Linked DNA regions of Mus musculus: region 2 is linked to region 1. The links are chromatin contacts, called in public HiCAR-type maps. All regions are on one chromosome and are shown on one strand. The core of a region is the stretch at or near the end of the contact, and the rest is flanking DNA. Distances in the headings are between cores, read along the strand shown. Region 1 holds the start of 4933406C10Rik (RIKEN cDNA 4933406C10 gene). Region 2 holds the start of Twist1 (twist basic helix-loop-helix transcription factor 1).

Region 1 (5,906 bases), core at 178-2,677:
TGGCACACACAGAAGTAGCAGGTACCCTGTGTCTAAGGCGGCAGAAGTGAACAGTCCTAGCAGCTGAGGTAGAGAGCCAAGACTAACGGATAAAACCTTATAATCAGCCAGAGAAGAGCAAGGGCAGGCCCTGGCACCACAAGAGCTCCAGATAGCTGTTAAGCCTTCAGGGCCAAAGGTCTCATCCTGGGCCAAGAGCTGCCAAGGGTTGAGGAACCCCAGTGTTCTAGACTTACAAACCGGAACATTTGTAAGGTTGAGTTATGAGGGCTGCAACACTAGAGGGTGCCACTTGCTGCTGCTTCTGTCGGGATTCAGCCACCACTCACTGCTGCCTGACAGAAATGAAGGCTACAAGAGACCAGCTCCTCACTTGCTTCCCCTGCCTATCCTTCCCACAATTCCTATCCAACTGTGCAGTCAAGCAAACCTCAGCCAGCTGCCTGGTGACAGGACTACAGGAACAAACCATGGGAGTACAAATTGTTTCAGACCTCTCAGCTCTATAAAGTTGCAAGATGAGCATTATCCCATCCTGTTAGCATCTATTTCATTTTGAAATTACATTGAATATATTTTTGGCTATTTTGTATAATTCTACTTTGAATACTTTTTCCTTTGAAGCACAGCTAAGTGATTTACTTGTGGGTTCCTATCCAACAGGTCTCAGCAGAAAATAACTTTTTTTTTTTAAGACTTAAAGAGAAATGCTGAGTGGAATACACGGAAATAAGAGTGAAGGAAGGAGGAAGTGTTAGCTTGGTAGTAACTGTTCATGGGTAGTGGTCAGTTCTAATGGAATACTCCACTGACATTTAGGAAATATAAATAAGTACCTGGGAGCTGGAACTAGGATCCTCTGTGGCAAAGATCTTCCTTCGATGTTGGTGTTATCTCACCATGCATGAAGACAGGCCACTATCCCAACCCTCCAAAAAAGGCCAGGCACAAGGAAGCCAGAGAAGAGATGTCTAGATTGGTCCCATTCTGGTGGCAGGAGGGAGTGTTCCCTAAGACAAATCATGAAAGATGAGTTAACTTGACCCCCCCCCACTCCCCCGCCCCCCCCCAAAAAAAAACGGCACGAAATACAGGCCTCGCCAAACGGGGATAGAGGTGGAGAGATGAGTTGTCCTGTGAGACCTGTCAAGCCATGATCTCAAATGGGTGGTCTTTCTCCTACTCTGGCTCCAACAACTTTGCGATGTCTGCGGAAATGTTTGGTGAATCATACGTTCAAGCACCCTTACATAAGGCAGGTTCGCCAGACGGCCGCAGTTTTGCAATAACTATGACTTTAAGGGCCCTGAACACGAGCTTTGAAGTGAGGCTTTGTCTGTGTACACACTTGACACATTTGCCCAAAAGTTCAGAGCACTGGGAAGAAAACGGGCCGTTGTGAGGGCGGGCAGTCACAGCCACAAAAGGGCATAGCAACCAGAACGCCACCGAGGTGGAGGGCCGTGCTGCGCAGGCGCAGCTGTCCCCCGACCCCACCCACCCCCGTCGCGCGCTCGCAAAGGCCGGAAAAGAGTCTGGGGCCTAGGGAGCGCGCGTGCGCGTTAGAGACAGAGCTAGGCTTTGGGGAAGGGGGCGCGGCACACGCATGGCTTCCAAAGCCAACATGGTTCGTCAGCGGTTCAGCCGGCTGAGTCAGGTGCGGCCGGGGGAGGAGCCAGCCCTTCCCAGTCCCTCCTCGGCCTGGTCTCGGCTCGCCCTCTCTGTCTCCTGGGCGCGGACTCAACGGCCGCCCGGCCCCGCCTTAAAGGCCAGGCCGTCCCGCCCCGATGCCCCTTCGTCCCCACCCCTCCGGCCCCGCCCCCAGCCCCGCCGGCTCCGCCTCCCGCTCTCGCCGCGGAGTCGCTCCGGTCTCGCCGCTCCCCTCCTCCGCCCCGCGTCCTGACTCTCTTCCCTCCTTTCCCTCAGAGGATGTCCGCCTTCCAGATCAACCTCAACCCGCTCAAGGAGCCGCTCGGCTTCATCAAGATCCTCGAGTGGGTGAGTGCAGCTTGCGACGCCGACCTCGCCCGGTCCAGCGCGGGGCGCCTTGCCGGGAGGCGGGGACGCGGTCGTGAGGGAGTCCCCCACGCTCGAAGGCCGCGGGGCGGAGATGGCGGCCGGCGTCGAGTCGAGTCGCCGGTGTGGGCGGCTTCTCCCGGCCGCCCCTAGCCGCGGAGGCGTGGAAGCTCGCTCGCTTTTTTTTCTCAGGCTCCACTGCCATCCGCAAAGGAAGACAGGATTTCCTGCTGCGGTCCAACTGATACCGACCGCCCGGAGGCCCGCGGCTTCCGCGGGCGAGGCTAGACCTGGGTTGCGCCCTTCGCTGGCGGCGGGTATGGGCTCCTGTTAAAAATAGTGTGTGTCAGAGAAGCCGAGGCAAAGCCCTTGCCCCGACGCATTAAATTGTCGGCCCATTTAACGCCTGGCCTGGACGTCGAGATTGTTTATAGCAACATCCTGCTTGGAAAGTCAGCTTTCTGCCCTTTCCTGCCAAGCAATCATTAACATCAAAGGAGACTTACAAGTTAGACCTTGTCACGTGCAGCTAGTTTATCAAGCTCTGCGATTTTCCTTCAAACTTAGCGGCCCACTATAGTTGGGTGCTGACTTGAAGAGTTAATGTAAGCACTTGGCATTTATTTGCCCCGTGTGCAGTCAGGTAGTGTTTCGTAGCCGATAACGTTTAATTCCTTCACAGTTCATGTTGAGGGTGAAAAATAAGAACTCTCCGGTTTCGTGCGTGTGTTTTAACGAAGAGCTTGAAGTTCTCCGATGACTGATGACTGCTCGCTCTGATTTTTGTATTTACACTTTATGCCTTCAATTTTGTGAAAACTGAAATGCTGCTCTTGCAACTGGCAAAAGACACGTGACTTTCTGTGCAACCCTAAGTTTAGAAGAAGGTTGTTATTTTAATTCCAAAAGTCATAGGGGAGAAATCAAAGAAATGTGTGTTAAGAATGAACCTTACATTTAGTCTCATTGAATGTTACAATTCAGTTTAATAATTTAGATTTTCACTTAAGTAAGAGGCAGCTTATATCTTTTCTTGAATATTTTAAAGTAGGAGTAATTTTGTTGTGTGCTGAAATTATCTTTAAGTTTCTTAAAATAATACTTTGAGTTTGAAAACCTTTTATTACACAGGCAGTAAGTTTGTAGTAAGACTATAGAGTGTTAATGGTGTAGTGAGTATTTACCCAACAAATATTTGAGTAGGTAGCATATACCAGCACTGTGCTAAATGCCAGCTTACAGATGTGAATCAAACTCTTTTTCTCATGATCATTCAAGGATGTAATGGAGACTATAAAAATGCCATATGGTAAATTGTGTGTTAGAGATACTTGTAAAGTAGTAGGTTAGACAGGAAAGCATCATTGGGGAAGACTTTATAGATGGAAGAATATTTGAAGAGTGAGTACTAGTGAGCTAGGGATTGGCTTTCTAGGCAAATAGAGTCCTGTTAGTGGGAGGAAAAGTTGAAGCAGCCTATGTAAGTAGGTTTTTGCTTGGATGAACATACTGGGCAAAAGTATGGTTCTAAATGATTATAACAAGTTCAAAGCCCTTGTTCCTTCTGAGGGTAGTCATGAAAAACTGGTCCTATGTGTACAAGCTATAGAATATCAGGTCGTATTTAGGTAGTTTCCAGTTAAGCTCAGATTCCGAGTCAATCCTTGGATTTGCCTGTTTAGAAAATTTTAGTTGTTAACAGTATAAAAATAGCCCAACGTGGAGAGAAACCTGCTGCTTTAGAAATTATTCGTACCTAAAATTAATTGTAGTAAGGATGGAGATGACTAGAAATTAAACTGTTTTATGATGATGATTCTATTTGTGACTTGGGTTGGTGATGGCCTTATTGTCTGTGGCAGAAAAGTATTTGAATTGTTTTTAAGGATATGTTGTAGATAATCCCTTCACATAGTTTAAGTGTCAGTCTCCTATAGGCCCTGGTAGATATGAACCTAACAGTTTTTAAATGCTGGTAGAGACTAAAGACTCAGCTTGCCAGCTAAGAAGAAAGGAATAGTTAGGAAGGTAGAGAGAAACATCTTTATTGCTGTTAAGAGTTTCAAGTAAAGAACGTTCAATAATGTCAGGTGCTATGGAGAACGTACTTAAAGTAAGAGCCAAAGCATGCCCCTTGCTCTTAGTAATCAGACCGTTGACGGCACTAGCAAGAACAGTCTCAGTAAAATCAGAAACTGTATTAATTAATGTAGGCTAAGTGGGTAGATATCCGGTAAGGGAAGGAACTCAGTGAAGGTTGACCATCAGAGAAAGGTGGTGGTATTACAAAGAAAAATGAAAACTAGTTTCAGTTTACAGCTCATTTGTTTAAATACTTTCTCTAGAACCAGCCATTATAACTTGATATGCAACAAAACCCCCTGTGTTTCCCACTTCTGTTAAACTAATTTGTACTGCTTCATCAAACACTTGTTTTTTTCTTCAATTTTGTTTTTTTGAGACCGGGTTTCTCTGTGTAGTACTAACTGTCCTGGAGCTCACTCTGTAAATTAGGCTGGCCTCCAACTCAGAGACTCACCTGCCCCAGTCTCCCAAGGGCTAGGATCAAAGGTGTGTGCCACCATTGCCCAGCTGTCAAACATATTCTTAAGTCAATCTTTTCCAAACTGCTAGTGTGTGTGGTAGTGGATACACTTTGGTAAAACTGCTGATTTTTATTAAAGCCCAGCAGCTTTAGACTTCAATCAGTGCAAGTGTCAATATACTCAAAATAATAATGTTTTAGTGTTTTTACCAAAAGAGTTTTTACCTTTCTAGGTGCCTGGGAACGTCTTGGGAGCTCTCAGGGGTCTGCAGGCTGAGATTAATGTTTTACTATAAGAAAAACGTTGGCAATGAAAAACAGAATAGAGTAGACACCTCAACAAAACCTCTGGGTATATGCCCTAGTTAGATATGAGTACTTCAAAAGGTAAACAGAGAGACTGGGGAAATGGCTCAGTGGGTAAAGTGCTTGCTGCAGAAACCTGAGTTTGGATCCCCAGTGGGTACACATCTGTAACCTCTGTACTGTCAGATGGAGATAGGTGGATCCCTGGGGCTCCTGGCCAGCCAGTCAAGCAGAAATAATAAGCTTCAGGTTCAGTCAGAAACCCTGAAATCAGAGAATCAGGTAGAGAGCAATACAGGAAAGATACCTCACATTCATTGGATTGGCCTCTGGCTCCATTACGGGTATGCACAGGTTAGTGCAATCTTGTGTGTGTGTGTGTGTGTTCGCACACACTCACACTTAAGAAAAGATAGAGCTACCTAACAAGGAAGACCTGGACCAGTCTCCCTTCTGGAGAAGAGACAAATTGAACCTTTATCAAATACCCTGAAACATATGGAGAAAACCATTCTTTTTTATTTAAAAACACAAATTTTATCAGTGCTCCATACTATAACTTATTCATGACAAGCCAGCCAGATCAGCAACAATGGTGCTTATTTACTCTAAAGATCATGAAAATAATTGAAAAGTCTGGATTTTTTCATTATTATTATCACATGTGCTCAGAGGATCACTTGCTGGGGTTGGTTCTCCTCCTACCATGCGGGACCTAGTGATCCAATTCAGGTCATGAGACTTAGTGGCCAGCAGCTGAGGCACTGGCCCTGAAAATGATTTTAAAGCAAATATATCTATAGTCCTTGGAATATATAACGCTGAACTCAACCAAACATGTTTTAAGAATAAAGATGACAAATGCTTTCAGCATAATGATCTCTTCTTAATCATTCTTAATCAGAAAAGACTTCTAGCTCTCTCAGCTATGGCTCAGGAATCTAAATCCTGAGGGTTATGGGACTGTTAGCAGAAGTTTGTGTGGTTGTACTGCAGAAGTACAGAGAGTTTAAATAAGCATTTTGATTCTGATTTATTA
Region 2 (6,071 bases), core at 2,758-5,257, 1.0 Mb after region 1:
ACATACGCTATGCCTGCAGCTAGAGCCATTGATCCCTCCATGTGTATTCCGCAATTCCTAATCCGACCCTCATTTCAATGTCAGATATTCTAGTGATTAACATTGATTTACATTTTATTTGCTCATCTGAGGAGTTCTTTGTTTCTTTTGCTTTTCAGTCTTTCACCTCCTTGATTAAAAGTTTCAAGTTGTATAACTTTAGCTCCGTATTATTACAGAAATTCAGGATGATGAAAATAGAATCTGTTAATTCATGAATTACACTATCATCAGCAGGACCGAGATGCTCAAATATCACTAAGGCTATCTGCAAACCAGGTGTGATGGGTACCACTGGGACTGATGCAGACTTCATATGACACTTTAGCAAAAAGTATCCCTTTGAAATATCAAACTGGGAAGTTCCTGTGGAATGTCAAAATTGGATGAAATCTAAGACGTGCAACCTCACCTCATACCTAATGAACCGGAGCCTTCTAACATATGCCCCCTCCTGTGAGAAGGCTCCTGGGCTTCACCTAAGCAATGCAAAGGAATGAGTTTCAAGGTAAACACAGATAACTTGTCATCTGACCTCAGAGGAGAGAAGACTGGAGAACCAGTGTGGAGGGTTCACTTAGCTTTTGTACAAATCCAACTCTGAAACCTACCAGCTTGCTGATATCTCTATATCTATATCTATCTCTATCTCTATCTCTATCTCTATCTCTATCTCTCTATCTCTATCTCTATCTCTATCTCTATCTCTATCTCTATCTCTATCTCTATCTCTCTATCTCTCTCTCTCTCTCTCTCTCTCTATCTCTATCTCTATCTCTATCTCTATATCTATCTATCTATCTATCTATCTATCTATCTATCTATCTATCTATCTATCTATCTATCTATATCTATATCCCCTCCCTCTCTCCCTCCCCCAGGAAGAACTGCAAGCACCCAGTTTGCAGCCTGAAAACAAAGCCCCTTGTGAATTCTGCCAGTACAAAGCATTTGTTGTTGTTTTCAGGGATCATTTAGGAGGATCTTTTTAAAAAATAAAGTGAGCTAGATCCTAATTAACCTAACATTTCCAAAGAAAGTCACCAGATTGACAGAAGCCTTAGAGGAGAAGCCATAAAACTGTTTTACTTAGAAGACGAAAATCAAAAAGTCGAGTCTCAGATGTTAGGCTGAAGCACTGTGCAAAGCACAAACTGTCACATCGGTGAGTATCAGACTTGTGGTCACACAAGGGACTTGTCATCCATTCTTACCAGGAAAAAAAAAATCCATTTAGAAAAACGTTTTAAGTCGTTGAAGGCAGCAGAGTGAGCAGCCCATCTCAGCTTGTCAGGGTTTGCACAGCACTAACCCTAGCCATTGCTGAGAGTTGATTCGCCTGGTAAGACACCGCTTTCTGCTCAAAATGTAAGTTCTAACCCCACTTAACAAGTACTTTCATCTTCATTGCTTCTGAAGACGTTCAGGAGGAATTTCTTCTCAAAGCTTAAATACATTTCTTGTAACCCTGTTTGAAAGATAAGTCAGAGAATGACCTGGGCCATTCTTTTAAAATTATCTTCAGAGTATTTTGGTTTCAGGAGATTTGCCTTGGCCCAGTCCGGGGAAGGGGGATCTAACACTATGATAAGGACAGAAGCCTCCCTCAGTGCAGCATCAGGGCTGGCCTGCAGATTGGAAGTCTTAAGAAAGGTGCACTTGCTCTCTGCCTGGGTACTATTTCTCCTCACCTGCTACAACTCTTCCCTCTGAACCATTTCCCTTTCTGGAGTACACCTCCTGATCTCCTCCTCGTCTTCCTTAGCCTTGATTCCCAATGAAGAAAAGGTTCCTGTCATTCGTTGTCTTTGAAATATTTTTAACACTCAGCTAAAATAAAAAATAGATCTTTTGAGGTTGATATTAATAAAGGGTGAATCGAGATTTCCGCAGTCACCCAATTACGAGATACTCTGAAATTCATATTTAGAAAAGAGAGCACTGGGTAAGAGGATGCGGCAGAATTTCTGCCACGTTTTGTTTCCAAGAGATAAATTCTTGTCGGTGAAAAATGCAAATGCAAGGGTGCAGGAGTGGCTTTATTTTGAGAAGAATTGGCTACGAGCTATTAAAATTAAGTGGAGGTCAAGTAGAATCTGGTTTTCAGCCAGGCTGTCATTTTAAAATATGGTAGCGGCGGGCGAGGCCGGCCAGTTGGCACACTGTGGTCATTGTCTCTGGATATCAGTAAAAACGGTGCAGGGTAAGCCCGGGGAGGGGGGGGGGGGGTCTCTACTCGGATGAAAGTACAGTCGGGTTTACTGGCCTCAGAAGAGAGCTTTCTCTACAAAGGCTGAGTCCTCGGACTAGCCTCAGGCATTCCACACCCCAGAGTTTCCGGGACCCAGCTGAGAGCTTCAGCAGGACCCAGCCACGTGGCCTGCCCTGCGTCGCAGGGGCTCCGGCCTCCAGCTTCTCAGGAAGTCGGTGGCCGCGACCTTTGGTCCAACCCAGAAAGGGGCACTTGCTGAGCTGGCAGTTTCCCGGGGGATTGGCCAGGGGAGTGGGGATTGGGCGTTTAGCAAGGTCCTCAGCTTGGGAACAGGGCAGGAGTTCGAGACGCTCACCTCCACGCCCGCAAACTCTGCCCCTGAAACTCTGGCTACTTCCTCCGGACCCAGAATTGCCTTTCTGAGTAAGAGATCACCTTGTACCGGCTCCCTAAATCCCCATCCTACTTAAAAAACAGAAATAAATAAATAAAACATATTTAAAAAATGTAAAGAGCCCTGCAATCACTGGCTTCCATAGCCACTCTCCTTCTTGCTCATTAACCTCTCTGCTTCCACTTTTCCAGAATCCTTTTTGGGGTTTCAAGGTATTTGGTAAAAAAAAAAAAAAAAAAAAAAACAAAACAAAAAAAAAAAAACAAAAAAAACCGCTTGCAATCAACCAACATGGCTGAGTGCATTTGAGGCACCGGGAGCATAACTACTCACAAGATCTCCTAGGAAGACGAGAATATTGATCCCCCACCTTAAATGTATGGACTACCCAAGGTTAGCATGCAGGGCTTAATTTGGAGTTAGCGGACATGAAATGTTCTCAAGGTTCTCCTCCACCTAGGGCTGGCAGCGTGGAGCACCAAGGCTGCTCTATCTTTCCCTAGCTTTGCTCCCTTCAAAAGAACAAGGCTTTTCTCTGTAAAAGAATGAACTCCAGCCTAGGTCCAGCACCTTTGGAAGCACAGTCCTCTGAGAGCAGGGAAACTTTAGATTGGGTCACCGTAGCAGGAAAGGAGAGCCCAGACGTTTCTCCGGGAGGGGTGACACGGCAGGCCAGGGCGCAGATCCATAGCGCCCACGATGTGGCCACGTCTTGAGAACCGCCCTCGACCACAGGGCCAGGCAGCCGCGGGGAATCCCTTGGGACTAGAGGTTTCCGACTAGAGGTTTCCTCTACCTGACCGTTAGATGGACTCGGTTGTTGAAACTTTTCTTGCCTCGCAGCCCGGGCCCGAGCCACCCCCAAAGGGCCCGGAGAACTCCGAGGGATCCCAGGCGGGATGGGACATCACCCAGAGCGTCGAAGCCGCTTGCCACTACTGCTGTCACAGCCACTTGGGGAGGGGGAGACTGCAACAGCGACCCAGACAGTCCCCTGTTTGCGGTGCTGTGCTCGGGTGCGGGGGCGCTGGGCGCGCTCTGGCGCGGAAGGAAATCGCCCCGCGTCCTCCCCGAAGCGGAGGGGGAGAGCTGGGGGGGGGAGAGGGAGGGGAGAGGCGGGCGCAGGGGCTGGCCGCTCGGGCCAGGTCGGTTTTGAATGGTTCGCAGGACGAATTGTTAGACCCCGAGCAAGGGGGGAGGGGGCGAGGGAGGGGGGCTGGAAAGAGGAAACTTTCCTATAAAACTTCGAAAAGTCCCTCCTCCCCACGTCAGGCCAATGACACCGCTGCCCCCAAACTTTCCGCCCGCACGGAGGTATAAGAGCCGCCAAGTCCACAGCCCGCGCCCAACTCTCAGACACCTCGCGGGCTCGCCAGCACCGGCACCGGCTGCGCCAGGCCGGAACGGGGCGCGCTTGCGGCCGTCGGGCGCCTTCTTTTTGGACCTCGGGGCCCTCCACACCGTCCCCTCCCCCGCCCGCCTCCCTCCCCGCCTCCAGCGCCCTCCCCGCGGAGGTCCCCCCACCCCCATCCCGCCTCCCTGCGTCCTCCGGGCCGCACCGCCCGGGCCGGCGCCGAGCGCGGGGAAGCTGGCGGGCTAGGGCGCCCCGCTCCTCTGCTCTACCCTCCCCCGTCCCGGCTCCGCGAGGCCGCACGTCGCCGCCCGCGAGATGATGCAGGACGTGTCCAGCTCGCCAGTCTCTCCGGCCGACGACAGCCTGAGCAACAGCGAGGAGGAGCCGGACCGGCAGCAGCCGGCGAGCGGCAAGCGCGGGGCTCGCAAGAGACGCAGCAGTCGGCGCAGCGCGGGCGGCAGCGCGGGGCCCGGCGGGGCCACGGGCGGGGGCATCGGAGGCGGCGACGAGCCAGGCAGCCCGGCCCAGGGCAAGCGCGGCAAGAAATCTGCGGGCGGAGGCGGCGGCGGCGGCGCGGGCGGAGGTGGTGGCGGCGGCGGCGGCAGCAGCAGCGGGGGCGGGAGCCCGCAGTCGTACGAGGAGCTGCAGACCCAGCGGGTCATGGCTAACGTGCGGGAGCGCCAGCGCACGCAGTCGCTGAACGAGGCGTTCGCCGCCCTGCGCAAGATCATCCCCACGCTGCCCTCGGACAAGCTGAGCAAGATTCAGACCCTCAAACTGGCGGCCAGGTACATCGACTTCCTGTACCAGGTCCTGCAGAGCGACGAGCTGGACTCCAAGATGGCAAGCTGCAGCTATGTGGCCCACGAGCGGCTCAGCTACGCCTTCTCCGTCTGGAGGATGGAGGGGGCCTGGTCCATGTCCGCGTCCCACTAGCAGCGGAGCTCCCCACCCCCTCTGCAGGCCGGAGACCTAGGTAAGGACCGGCTCCAGGGATCGATCGGGCCAGGCCGCGGGTCCCCTGTTCACCTCGCCACCGTGCTGGGTATCCCCCCCCCATCCCCCTCCACTCTCCTCGCTGCCCTCCACCTAGCCAGGCACCGCCACCTCATTCCACCCGCATCCCTGGCAAGCAGTTCAGTCCCCACAGGGGAAACAGGTCCTAGGGTCGGGGAGAACCAGTGTGCCCAGGAGAGGTGTATGTGTGTGTGCGCGTGCGGGGGTGTGCATGACAGAAGATTGAGAAAGTCAAGCATAGGGGCCTTGTGCCCAAAACGCCATCCCCCAAACCCCTTTCTTTCTTCTTTAAAATTCCCTTCTTAAAACAACTGTTTCCAAATTCCACCCCCTCCTTTCCGCCCACCCACTTCCTCTTGCCCTTGGGCTGAAATCCTTCCAGGTTGTTCAGCGAAAATTCTCGCTGGTAGTGATAACAGGGCTTAGCGGTCATAGAAAACAGCCACAGAGACATCCTCAATAACCGACTTTCCCCTCTGGGTTTTTGCAGATGTCATTGTTTCCAGAGAAGGAGAAAATGGACAGTCTAGAGACTCTGGAGCTGGATAACTAAAAATAAATCTATATGACAAAGATTTTCATGGAAATTAGAAGAGCAGAGACCAAATTCACAAGAATCAGGGCGTGGGGCACACTTTTAAAAGAGAAAGCGAGACAGGCCCGTGGACAGAGATTCCCAGAGGGGCAGCAGCAGACCCCCCACACCTCTGCATTCTGATAGAAGTCTGAACACTCGTTTGTGTCCCCCCACCCCACTTTTTGACGAAGAATGTTTTATTTTTATTTTTCATGCATGCATTCTCAAGAGGTCTTGCCAATCAGCCACTGACAGGAAAGGCATCCCTGTGGACTGGCTCCATTTTAAAATGGTAACAATCAGAGGAATTTTAACACCTTTAGAAATAAAAACGCTGGGATCAAACTGGCCTGCAAAATCATAGTCAGTGAATTCCTTAAAAACCATACTTCCTCTGAAGGAAAAGAAAAACATAAATTACAAAAGACAACATTCTATTTATTTATTGATGACCCATGGTAAAATGCAAATAGATCCG

What was found. HiCAR-type assays count read pairs that join an accessible place to other places.
Region 2: a HiCAR-type map of astrocytes shows a contact between it and region 1, with 3 times the contacts expected there. The contact joins the promoter of Twist1 here to the promoter of 4933406C10Rik in region 1.

Annotation. Positions count from the first base shown.
Region 1 is chr12:32,952,362-32,958,267 of GRCm38.p6, forward strand. It overlaps 4933406C10Rik (RIKEN cDNA 4933406C10 gene), which reads right to left and starts at 1,428. Exons shown (of 6, transcript NR_044986.1): 1 at 1,144-1,428; 2 at 837-1,010. It overlaps Sypl (synaptophysin-like protein), which reads left to right and starts at 1,825. Exons shown (of 5, transcript NM_198710.3): 1 at 1,825-1,998. The coding sequence starts at 1,930.
Region 2 is chr12:33,953,664-33,959,734 of GRCm38.p6, forward strand. It overlaps Twist1 (twist basic helix-loop-helix transcription factor 1), which reads left to right and starts at 4,008. Exons shown (of 2, transcript NM_011658.2): 1 at 4,008-4,975; 2 at 5,507-6,071. The coding sequence starts at 4,315. The coding sequence ends at 4,935.